Regions from separate parts of the Mus musculus genome. Here region 2 is linked to region 1. The links are chromatin contacts, called in public promoter capture Hi-C maps. All regions are on one chromosome and are shown on one strand. Each heading gives the region's core, a stretch centred on a gene start, on an enhancer-like site or on the middle of the called end of the contact. The rest is flanking DNA. Distances are from core to core; before and after follow the strand shown. Region 1 overlaps Prkce (protein kinase C, epsilon). Region 2 has its middle 5.4 kb from the start of Gm30421.

Region 1 (6,251 bases), core at 1,055-3,554:
ATTATTTTTGAAGCAAACAAGCAAGAGTTGTTGAATGTTCAGAATGCCGGTGACGGTGCGTCTGGTTAATATACGAGGTCTCCTTATCGCTTTCCGCTCAGGGTTGGACATTTGCAACCTTACCATCTAAAGGGAGCAAACATTCGGAGTGAATAAACTGAATGGTAGTCACTCTGTGTTCCGTTCATTTCTTTGTTTGCTTTTGTTTTGAGACAGAGTTTCACTATATAACCCTTAGTGGTCTGGAACTTGCTTTGTAGACCAGACTGGCTTCAAACTGACAAGAGATTTCCCTGCTCTGCCTCCTGAGTGCTGGGATTAAATGCATGTGCCACCACCCCAACCACCAGCATATTCTATATTTTATTAATGAATATGAGAACATTTCTTGGGCTCAGAATTATTCACTATTGGAAGTTGAGAGAAGGGCCATTTGGTCCAACATATATTTTCTCTGAAGGACATAGTGGTTTATTACAGAAATGTATTTCCAGTCCCCTTAGAACTGAAGTTAACAAAATGGATAACCAGTGTAGGCCCTCCTGCTCCAGTCATGATGTGTGAAGTCACACAGGCTGGCCTCTTCATGAGCTTTGTGTGAACAGCCCAGGAGCCTGCTATACTGGAATATCATTGCTGCTCACAAATACGTCATGACACCCACTGTAGATGAGGCTTGAAGTGGGTCTCAGAGTCACCATGGCCCAGGTGACCACACAGTCACTGTGACTGAGAGACTTTTGGAGGGAGACAGGAAAGCCACTATGATCAGTGGTGCCCTCTCATGCTAGGCACACAAAGATGGCTTTGCCTCCCAGGTCCCTGAAGGCCACTGTGGCAGAGGATTCAGAGCCAGAAGACCTTGGGCTCACCAGGGTCCCTCTACCCTCTCACTGGTGTCTACCTGGTGTTCATCCCCGGGACCCAAGGATTCACGGATGAACCTGTCAGTCTTACAGTCAGACAGAAGGTCTGCTTGTTTGTTTCTGTAATGGTTTGCTCTTCATTCTGTTTTTTTGTTTGTTTGTTTGTTTTGTTGTTGTTTGTTTGGTTTTTTTGTTTTTTGTTTTTGAAAAATTAGTTTGTTTTATTGTCTCTGATTCCTCCCTGGCCAATGTTGTGGTTAGCCCAGTGTCCCAGAGAGGCCCTTTCAGTCAGTTTATGGAAACTGAGTCCTTCCTTAAAATGGTTCCTGTAGACGGGCTGGAGTGGAGCTCAGTACTGGAGCCTGTGCTTAGTGTGGACAGGGGCCTGGGCTTAGCTCTGAGGATGGGGGGGGGGGGTAGCTCAATGGGACAGCACCTGTCCAGCATGCCTGAACACCGGGGTCTGATACCCAGAATGACAAAGAAAAAAATGCATGCTAGAGAAAATTTCAGTGCCTCCTTGGCACCTAATCGGGGCTGCCACCTGGTCACCTCAGCACAGGGCTGGCAGTCCTGAGTGTCCTGTTGGCACCTTGCCCCCATTCACTCTTCAGTTAAATACTCCTTGCTAGGAGTACAGTGCTGTTGAGGGCTGGGGACGTGAGTCGAGCCAGCTAGACGAAGGCTCCTGCTGAAGACAAGATGGAAGGCAGGGCTGAGAGCCAGGGAGTGTGCTGTGGTCTCCCTGTGGGTCTTCCTGGCACATGGATGGGCTTGCTCCATCCAGTCAGTCTCTTCCTGCAAGCCACGGGCCGTGTGTCATGAGCGTCCCGCTAGATTGCTAAAGCTGTGCTTGGGAATTAGAAACAGGACACAAACTGAGGACTAAGCAGTAAACGGGAAAGCCGGAAAGGATGCTGCCTGGGGTTCTCTGAGACCCACAGCAATGCTCTCCTTACTGGCAGATTGCATTTCCCCTCCCACTCCTGACCATAGGTCCTTTCATTTCCTGTATCCTTTTCACTAAATTGAAGGATTAATGTACATGTTATGCACTTAAACAAAATGCATAGATATTCAAGCAGTTTCTCCATCTTACTAGATAGATTCTTAGCATTCACATTAAGAATGGCTAAAGGGGCCGGGCAGTGGTGGCTCACGCCTTTAATCCCAGCACTTGGGAGGTACAGGCAGGCAGATTTCTGAGTTCAAGGCCAGGCTGGTCTACAAAGTGAGTTCCAGGACAGCCAAGGCTACATAGATAAACCCTGTCTCGAAAAAGCAAAACAAACAAACAAACAAAACAAAAAACAAAACAAAACAAAAAAATGCCCAATGGAGAAAAGCGAACAATTTTCTCCCTACAGACCTTACCAAGTATCTTGCAGTTAACCATTTCAGCCACTAGGTGGCGAGAGTAGTTAGCAAGGCAAGTGGGTCTTTGTGACTCATCCAGGCAGGAAGAGGAGACTGGAGACCTAAAATAGTTTAACTGAGCGAGGTGACCAAACGGGTGCCGTTCTAGAAGGATACACTCTGAAGCTTCTGGTTTCCAGTATTGGCAAATATTTCCTTTCATATACAAAATTCTAAAGTTAGACAGGAAGAAAAATAAGAGTAGGACTAGCTCTCAAAAAGCAGAGCCGTAGAAGCTTGCCCTGTCTGGTCCTACTTTTGTCTGTTTGAAACGAAGACGCTGAAATAATTTCTGAGCTCATAAGCAGACTACAGTGTCTGCAGCTGCGCTCTAAACCCCACCCGGTGGGGACAGAGCTGTTTGGAGCTCTATGAAACAGGCCGAGTTTGTTTGTTTTTATTTTAAATAGAAGTAAACCGCGCTCCCAGGATAGAGAGCCCAGCTACCGTGCTACTCTGACCATCTTGAAAACTGACAAGAAAGAATTTGTCAAGTGTTTGGTCCGATTGAGGTCTCACTGTTTTCTTCTGGGTGATTCCTGTTCGGTAGGAACGGGAGCAGCGCTTTCCTATCAAACTCACGATAGGAACCCGGGGAGAGGGCGGGAGATACATTTGTAATGACTTCACAGAATTTCCCTTCCTCTGTGAATACCTGTCCCAGGCGTGGGTCCTCAGATTCTCCACTGGCTAATGACATTTTAGTGTCTATGGAAATCATTAACTTCCCTGAGAGACTCAGCCTCATTCCTTTGATAACTGAAGCTGCCTATATCGCAGCGATGCATTCCTCCGTACTCCGTACTCTTTGGTAGTCACCAGTTAATCAGATTTCCTTCTGCTGATACTTTCTTTAATAAGAGGTATTTGGTGATGACGGAGGGGCAGTTCTAGCAAACAAAGGGTTTAAACCCAGCCCCAGGGGCTCTGGTTACGGCAGCCCACACCCGATGCAGAGCCTGACTGAATGCTATCGCTTTTCTAGATTAGATAGAAGAATTAGGGAAACATTTTTTTAGGATACCTATGGTCTGGTTTTGGTGACAGTTCATACAGTGGGAACTAGAAAATGTTGCGCTGGCCTAATACTGATAACAGAAAGTATTTTAGAAGGCAGCACTCTATTTACAGTTTTAGTAGACTATCTTTTATTTATTTACTGTTCATATCATAAATGTAAACAACGTGTCACCCCACAAGCACCCTGACGCGCCCTCTCCCCCCACTTCATGTACCTTTTTAAAAGATTTGTTTATTTATGTTGTGTGTATGAGTGTTTTGCCTGCATGTATGACTGTGCTCTACATGTATGTATGGTCCCTGCAGAGGTCAGAATAGGGTGTGGGATTCCCTGGAAATGGAGTGGTTACAGATGCTTGTGAGTCACCTTGTGGGTTCTGGGATATGATCCCAAGCCCCCTGCAGTAGCTACAAGGGCTGCTAAGCACCAGCCGTCCCTTTAGTGCCTCTTCTGGCTCTGTTGCTCTTGTGATCCACCAAGCCAGGTTCTTTCTGTGGGATCCTTAGTGTGACACAATGCTCTCCTTCATCCTCGCACGTGTCTCTGTCATGGCCCAGGCTGTGGACATTGCCATTACCCATGAGTATGGGGGATAAGGGCTGGGCGGAGCCATTGCTGTTGCTACTGAGACCTTCAGCGGTACACGTCATTTGCAACCAGAATATGAAGGAGGGGGACGGTGACCTACTTTCCAAACTTGCAAGATCATGCTTGAATCTATGTGACCCTTAGACATTCTTGACCTTTCCAAATTTTTTATCTAAATTCTGCCCGATTTCAGAGCTGGGACTTGATGTTTTATGATAGCGATTCTTCAAATTGTTCCTATTCAATAGGTTTTTTTTTTAAATGGCAATCAGTAGTGGTGATATAGTCCTGAACGATACAGAATTAAGCAATAACCAGTGAGCTCTGTCTGTGGGGCCACCGGAGAGGCTCGGGTGGTGTGGCCAAGCCTGGATTCTATCCACACTGCCACACACTCCCCCCCCCCCCTAATTTTTAAAGGTGTCTATTAAGAAAGAAAAATGGGAGAGATGGCTGTTTGAACCCTGCACCTTAAAAGAATGCTGTCTATCTAGTATGCTTTGGTCATATGGAAGTGGTTATCTCTGAAAGTCCACTGAGAACCTTAGTCCAAAACAATAGTTTAGTCTGTCTTGTTTTCTCACATTCTTTTGAAATTCCTTATTTCCCAACAAGGGGGGAAGTAGGTGTCACTTAGGCGACCACTTTCTGAGACTCCCCGAACAGCACGCAGTCACCTCTCCTGTCCTCTTAGGCTCCTGGGTTGGAGGGTGAGCATCGCCCAGCTAGTGAAAGCTTTACCTAATTCTGTCCATCAGAAGGCGGGAAGGCCATCTGCGTGCGGGGACCACGCACTTCAGGGCATGCGTGCTGAAACTGTAACTACACTTCCGAGAAACGGCTTTTCAGATGTCAGCAGAATCCCTTTGCTTTGCCCACTCCAGAATTAGATACTTCTGTTGGGTCTTTATCTTCAAGGTCAAGATCTTGTCTTGTGGAGTGTTTTTGAGACAAGAGTCTCACTCACTATGTAGCCTGGCTGGCCAGGAACTCATCTCGGTCTCTAGCTCGGAGATGCTGGAATTAAAGGTCTGTGCCACCCCACTTTCTCTCCCCCTTTTATTAATGAGCACACAAAGACAAGATAATGCCTCTGGCCTCCTGGAGTTTCCAGTTTCTCTCCCTCTCCCTCTCCCTCTCCCTCTCCCTCTCCCTCTCCCTCTCCCTCTCCCTCTCCCTCTCCCTCTCCCTCTCCCTCTCCCCCTCCCCCTCCCCCTCCCCCTCCCCCTCCCCCTCCTCCTCCCCCCTCCCCCCCCTCTCTCTCTCTCTCTCTCTCTCTCTGTGTGTGTGTGTGTGTGTGTGTGGCCTTTGGAGGCCAGAAGAGAGCATCAGATTTCCTGGAGCTGGGTTAAAGACAGGGCAGCAGGGAGTTTCCTCTCATAGATGTAGATGTGGATGCGGATGTAGATGTAGATGCGGATGAAGATGTAGATGTAGATGCAGATGCAGGTGTAGATATTGATGTTGGGAACTAAACTGAGGCCCTCTAGAAGAGCAACAAGTGCTCTTAATCCCTGAGCCATCTCTCCAGCCCTTGAAGCATCAGAAACATTGGTGAAGGCAAGCAAGAAAGATAAGAGAAATTAAACTATTTCCAACAGGAAAGTTGCCATAAAATAGCTGTATTGTATTTCCAGTCCATAAGTAATCATAGACATTGTAAGTTCCATTCCTGATCCCAGGAGCATACTGAATGGCTCTTTAGCTGGCCATACCGTCTTCTGAAAAGCTTGCTTGCTCTTGCCTAATGCAGTTGGAGCTGGTAGCCCTGAGTGTGCCTTTTAGGACTGCCCTTCCTTTTAAGAGTATGCCTTCCTTCTTGTCTGCCCATCTGCAAAAGTCCAGTGTTCCTCCAGGTTCTGCTATTGTGTAGCGTTCTAAAGGGCGAGGAGATGGAGATCCAGCCTTCAAGTGGACCTCGGTCCTTCTCTGGGAGAGAATAAGGTGGCAGGCCCTGACATAGAAGGGGGTACATAAGAGGGGAGAGACTTCCAGGCTGCTGAATGATGAGATAAAACCTGTAACATTGGGGAAGCGGAAACCTTTGTGACTTCCTTCTCTTTGTCTCGCTGGATCTGTTTCCCCAACACACCCATGGGGATGCCTGCTTAGCTGCAGTCACCTCCAGGCCCTAGGGGCTGGGAGCCACATATGTGAGATTCACCTTCTTCCCCTCCCTCCCTTGCTCCTCAAATAGATAAGGAAGGATAGAACTGGTCAAAGCCTTTTGGCATTTGGATTTTGCAGTTACCAGGGAAAGAGGCCAGGAGGCCATCAGCTTCAGCTCAGAACTCCAGACTTACGCTCATCCGGCCACCTCATATTACCCGTTACATTGTGTTCAAATGAATTGTGAAAAT
Region 2 (6,301 bases), core at 759-3,258, 520 kb after region 1:
CATCACATGCTTGGCAGCAAAGGAATAAATAAATAAATAAATAAATAAATAAATAAATAAAATATATGTAGGTTTTTAAAATGTTTAAAATTTGCCATATCACCTCTATCTCTGTGTGTGTGTGTATATACATATACATATATATATATATATATATATACACATATATATCTTTTATGCATTCTTACTCTTTTTCTTCTTTTTAAAGATCCCTTTTTTTATATGTTTAAGAAAACTAGTTTTCCAGGACCACTCATTGAAAGTCTACTATCCCCTATAAGCCACTGTCTCCTATAGTCACTGCCCCCTATAGCCACTACCCATATAGCCACCACCCCTATAGCCACTGCCTCCTATAGCCACCACTTCTATAGTCACTGCCCCCTATAGCCACCTCTAGTGTCTCTTCTGCCACATGTGTGCAAGGGTACTCTGTTCTGCCTCTCCCTTCTGTTCTAGTGTGTGCTTCTTTATTTCTGTACTAATAACAAAGTTATCATTTCTATTGTTGAATGCATTCTTTTCTTGTACTCCTTCTTGTCTCTACTAAAAGGCACACAGAACAATGGATCCTGGGTTACAAACAAGTATTTGTTTAGCACTTGCCTTTTAAGTCTTTGTCCACCAGCTCAACAAAAAGAAAATCCACCCAAACGCTTCTAATAATGAACGAGCCTTGATACTTAGTAAGCGAAGTTTCAGTCTTGATACTTAGTAAGCTAAGTGTCTCTAATGAATGAGTCTCGATACTTAGTAAGCGAAGTTTCCCTTCTTTAGAAGCATCATGTCTGTCCTCTGCTCTTGGCTGTTTCCTGTCAATTTTTGTGATGGTTAGTCAGATTCCAAAAGAGAACATCCTGTATGTGAAGCAAGGGCAGGGGTAGGCAGCGAGAGACTGAGGAGACTGAGCCGTGAGAGGGAGGCCATGTGGGGACAGAGCATGTGTCAGAACCCCCGCATGGCTGAAGTCCAGGGAGCAAGGACTCATGGGGGCAGAATATGGCAGCCCTTTACAGAGGCGCTCAGCCAGGGTCAGAGCATGTGGCTCTCTCCATGTCTCAGTAACTCTAGATGTCACTGAGCCTCCTGTGGAGAGATTTGTTAAAAACTAGAACCTCTCACTCTGAAATAGCTGAAGCCAAATAACTTAATTGTTGAACTCAGTTCTAGACTAAGAAGATAAGTAAAAAAAGGAAAGACAAGACAAGAATTTGGGGTTCAGACTCATAGTGATCAATTATTCCTGCAAAGGGACAATCCTAGTTGGATCAAAAGCTTCCTAAGAGGCTCTTGTATGAACCCATGCCACGGGTTTCTATTTTGTTTACTTGCGGTAATGGTTATTGGGAATTTACTACGAAGCTGCATCTCTTCTAAGCACATTGAGGACGTAGCTGACGTAAGGACCCCTCAAAATCCGAACTGACTCCAAGTATGACTCCAACCAATGATGGAGTAGTGGGCATTTTCCTCTGAGGAAGAGATGGCTGAGAAAAAGCAGAGAATTCTCTTTATGTACAGAGCTCTGACAATCAGTCCTCGAACTAGGCTTTGGGACTTTTTCCTAATGGATCTTACTTATTTAACCCAAATGGAAAAGATGCAAACCAGGAGTTATCAGGTTGTACCACGGAAAACAAGGGCAGACAAGATGCTGACTCTATCATCTGTGAAGACAGGAAGGCAGGAAGGAAGGGCAGGACGATGGATAGCTACCCTCCACACTTAGGGCACCCGTGATGTGCTTGCTCGAGGTTGCACGAACAAAGGCTTGGCCCTCTGCTCTGGACCAGGAAGTCCTTGGTGTCAGACACCAAGTTTTGGCATCAAGGATTTTTCAACAAGGAAGGCAGCTGCCTGAAATCCTTTGTGGAGCAAGACAAGTTATAAATAGACCTATAAATTTTTGTAAGCAGAAGGCAACAGGCTTAGCAGAGCTGCTCTTCCCCTTTGGTTCTTCCTCCACGCCTTGCCTATCAAATCCCTGCTGCCAGGCAGAGCCGTCTGCCTACTAGCCAATCCGCTGCTCCAGGAGCGCAGCCAGGGTGGAAACTGGCTTCTATGACAACCTCAGGTTGTGACCTTGCTTGTGAAGGAGAGTAAATCTTCCTAACTTACCTCTAGCTAATTGGGCAGGAGATAAAGGAGACAGAATGCAGTGTATCCTCTCTAACTGGCTGGTCGCAGCATTAATCCATCCCTTGCAGAGGCAGCCTTGGCTTAGCAACAGACTGGGGAGAAGAGCTGTGTGCTGAGACCTGCTCTGTGGGTGTCTGTGTGCTCAGGAGCAGGGGTAGGGGCATTTCATCTCTTCTAGCAAATGCAGAGGCATCTGGGCATGCAGATGTAGGATTATTTGGGACCTGGAATCTGAGACTTTACTGGGCTCAGAAACACTTGGAGACTCATTAAAGCACAGGTTTCCAGGGGTCCCTCCCAATGTTTCTGATCTGGTAGAATTAAGGTAGGGTCTAAGGACTTTCATTTCTCATAAACCACCGGATGGCACTGGTACTGCCAGTCTGAGGAGGATGCTTTGAAAACCTTTTGTTTGGCTCAACTTCCTGATTTTTGCAAACAAGGAAAACAAACCCCCTAACAGTTGGTTTAAAAAAAAAAAGATATGTCTAAGAGTCCCACACTAGTGACTGGCTTCAGCCAGAGTAGTCCAGAGATTTCTAGACTCTTGTTTTGGTATTCCCTCTACCCCTTCAGGCTGGCAGAGGACCAGAATTAAAATAGCAAGGTGCTATTTTAATCACAAATATATTGCCCTTTATGACTGAGAATGGCCAGTCTCATACACTGGCCCTCCCTAGCCCAACACAGGCTCTTCAGGCTCAGCACATAAGTAGCCCACTCTGGTTCATCATCCACTATCCAGTGGAGGGTCAGACAGTTGCCATAGCTGGTGCCCACTTCTAAGAGTCTGGCATCTATTTTACTGCCCTGCTCTCCTTGTTAGTCAGTGAACCTGAGATCTGAGGGCTCTTGCACTGTCCACTGACTACACTGACCGGCTCTGAGCTATAACTCTTTCTATAGCCTCCATGTGCTTTGTTTGGCATTGGTGCCTGACATTTTGCTTCATTGCCCCACTTTTCTTGAAGCTAGAATTCTACTCGGAACGATCATATATGTGGAGGTTGGGTCGGGGGTATTGGCAGTGGGGGTTGGATGGGGCATGGTGCTGATGCTGATGAACTCTTCTCCTGGTCTCATTCCTGCGTTGGAGCACTCACCTATACTCAAACCTGATATCTAGTGCTCAAGCTCCACCCAGTTCAAAAGAATCTCCTGCTGCCTGCAGATCAAGATGGAGAGCTCTCTCATCTCTTTCTCCAGCAGCATGTCTGCCTGGACGTTGCCCTGCTTCCTGCTCCCCGCCCTGATGATAATGGACTGAAGCTCTGAACCCGTAAGCCAGCCCCAATTAAATGTTGTCCTTATAAGAGTTGCCTTAGTCATGGTGTCTGTTCACAGCAATGGAAACCCTAACTAAGGCACACTCACACACACACACACGCACACACACACACACACACACACACACGAACAATAAGTAAAAATGTAAAGAACAAGCTGGTTGGTGACTGGAGGAGACGGAGAGCAAGTCCTGGGGATGTTTTGAGTGGTCCGAGTGGCGCAGAGGTGGGAAAGCAACACAGAGATTCCTTCCAGAGGACTTCCCCTGCTCAGTTTGTCTGTGATGAGACAACTTCACCACCCCTTACTCCAAATATCAGTGTTCTTGTGCAGCTGTTGTGGTGACACGGGGAGATGGGCAAGCGAGACAACCTACAGAAGTGTGACCTGCTCCGTTCACATCTGCTGTGTGTAGCTCAAGTCACATCTCAGTTCTGGGCTATCACCTGCTGCCAGGTGGTGAACATGGGAAGAGTGGGCAGTGCTTCACAGAGGTGCTAGGAGACAGCAGAGGCGAGCACTGTGAGGGACACAAGCCAGGAGTTTGCAAAACATTCTGGAAGCTTCTATACAACTCCGAGGTGATGGCGCTGGTGAGTCTGTGATTCACCATCGCTCTGGCCATTTGAGAACTGGCCTGACCTAGACACAGTAGATTCTCTTCCACTTCCACTCAGTTATCTTGGAATCTGCTCCCCTGATGAGAGAGTTCAGAGACACTATCCATTTTCCTTATCAGTGAAGGAATGAATAGAGAGTAGGAAGAAGGTGGTAGGGAGAAGGCAGGGTTTGTAGAGGAGAAGATCAATACTGTTCACACACCATCAAAGTGGCTATCGTCCTAGAAGAAAACTCAAAATCTATTGTTTTCAGGGTTTTATGATTTCGAAGAAGAGAAAATAAACCTCAGTCTTTTTGACAGTTTGATTTAGGGACAATTCCAAAAGCCTTCCCAGGCCCCTCCCCTCCTCCCAGCCCCCTCCCCCAATATCCCATCACTTCTCCCAATCAGACCTTGCATTGTGTAGAGAGGGTGTGGAAAGACAGGTTGGCACTTCTGAGAGACTCCCCAAAGTGTTGTGGTGGGGGATTATTTTCTCTATCCTTTCCAAAGAAGTGTCAGTTGTCAGGGCTGGCTGGATGGTTGGCATATCGCAGTGGGAATACAACCGAACCAGGGGGAGGCCTCCTGCCAAAACCATTCCCCTCTTTATTTGTCTCAGGGCCAAGAGCTGCTGGAAAGTGTCTCTCAGAGCACACCTTGGTCCTTTCTCTGAGAAAGTCAAACTTGGAAGTGACTAGCAGGTCTAATTGTACCTCTGTTGGAATCCAGATCCTGGAAGGAGTGGAGGAGCTGTCTGGAGGCCTGTCTGCAGAGTGCTTGATGGATTAAATCCATGCCTCGCGTGGGCCCAAGAAGCTGTCAGGGCGCCTGGGCAAGGCAGAGCTGATCTGGACAATTCATTCCAGATGCTTTGCCTGCCTTCTTTGGATTTGGGGCCAGTTGGAGCTCCCGGGCGGTCTCCCAAGGTAGCCTCCCAGAGGGCTCAGGGCAGCCATCCGGATGGGAGGGACCAGACTAGGGATCAGTGCAGCCAGCTTAGAACCAGAGGGAGGGCCTCCTCCTCCTCCTTTGTGGTGAGCATCTGGTTATCATTTTTCCAGCTTTTAAAAACACTAACTCTTCTCTGCTACATGCATCCCAATTCTTTTCTTTTTTCGTTTCCGGCACTTAGGGGACAATTTCAAGCGAAGCTGTTGCACCCAAATAGATTCAGATAATTTGGGACTATATGATATGGTGAAGCTCTGAGAAGGGGCTCTGCAACAATCCACTAGACAGCTAAGCATCCCCTCTCCCAACCTCTAGGCTTCATCCTCGAGCAACGAGGCTGCCAACTGCAGAGACTCCAGGGCAATGCCAGGACTTTGCAATATATTTTACTGTTTTGTTTTGTTTTATTTTATCTTGTGCAAAATATATAAGGCAGATGTGGAAGATTTTTCTTCCCTGTCAAAGTCTCCCTGATTAGGTAATAGCAAGTGAGCATGTGATAGAACACTGGTACAGGAAGAATGGATGGCAGCGTGAAGAGATGCAGATCAGAGAGCCACCCGGAAAAGCGGTGTCTCCTCTGGCTGTGGTAGAATTCTCTGCCGTGAAGTGCAAACCCATGTGCCTAAGGTCCGGTTACAACCACTTGGCTGCAAAGCGCTGAGCTCAGTCAGTCAGCAGCACCTTCTCTAAGCCTTCTTGTCTTGGGGAAGCAGAAAGATCATCGTCCTATGTGTGGCCATGGTGGAACAGGACACAAACCTTCCCTGCTCCTAGGAACTAAATCCCGCCTTATGGGCCCTGTCTTTCCAGAAAACAGATAGTCACAGAGCAGCGTGTACTAGGAAGTTTCAGAGAAAGGATCCATAAGTATTGGTGAACCAAGAAACCAAAACAGAAGAGAAAAGTTGTTTAAAAAAATATCCTTTCTGATCTCATAGCCAAATACAAGGTAAACCCAGGCAGAGATGCACTCAGACATCCTATTGTGTTCCCTCAGAACTGTGCTTTTGTGGAATGATATTGGACACATCTTGAAAGATGCATAGTGGAGATTTACAGTTTTATCCATTGAATTACTCTCCCAAGGTTGGCACATTGAAGGATGGAGAAGTCTTACACACTCGGTAGCTGCCCCTTTCTATGGAGAAGTCTTACACACATGGTAGCCGCCCCTTCCAACACTTCACTTTCTAAGGTCTCACTTACTCCTAACCAGCTGAGGCCTGAAAATATTAAATGGGAAATTCCAGAAATGCTGTTTTACATTCTGGATTGTTCTGAGCAGTGTGATTAAATATATTGCCAACCCCACCCATT

The links. Promoter capture Hi-C pulls out the DNA fragments that hold promoters and counts their contacts.
Region 2: a promoter capture Hi-C map of liver shows a contact between it and region 1, with 2.5 times the contacts expected there. The contact joins two enhancer-like sites. A contact is called at or near these places in 2 of 39 promoter capture datasets (cranial neural crest and liver), 4 of 484 Hi-C or Micro-C datasets (the HPC-7 cell line, muscle stem cells, myocytes and 1 more) and 1 of 9 other capture datasets (embryonic stem cells).

Annotation. Positions count from the first base shown.
Region 1 is chr17:86,533,722-86,539,972 of GRCm38.p6, forward strand. The region is part of intron 10 of Prkce (protein kinase C, epsilon); the gene reads left to right. Among named protein-coding and RNA genes, the nearest start is that of Gm30284, 92 kb to the left of the region's middle. Within about 2 kb of position 2,305, at least 124 of the 459 cell types and tissues checked have an H3K27ac peak or open chromatin away from gene starts, as enhancers often do. A contact at or near this core is called in the HPC-7 cell line and liver, where this site is marked.
Region 2 is chr17:87,053,168-87,059,468 of GRCm38.p6, forward strand. It overlaps the pseudogene Gm24648. Among named protein-coding and RNA genes, the nearest start is that of Gm30421, 5.4 kb to the left of the region's middle. Within about 2 kb of position 2,009, at least 70 of the 459 cell types and tissues checked have an H3K27ac peak or open chromatin away from gene starts, as enhancers often do. A contact at or near this core is called in the HPC-7 cell line and liver, where this site is marked.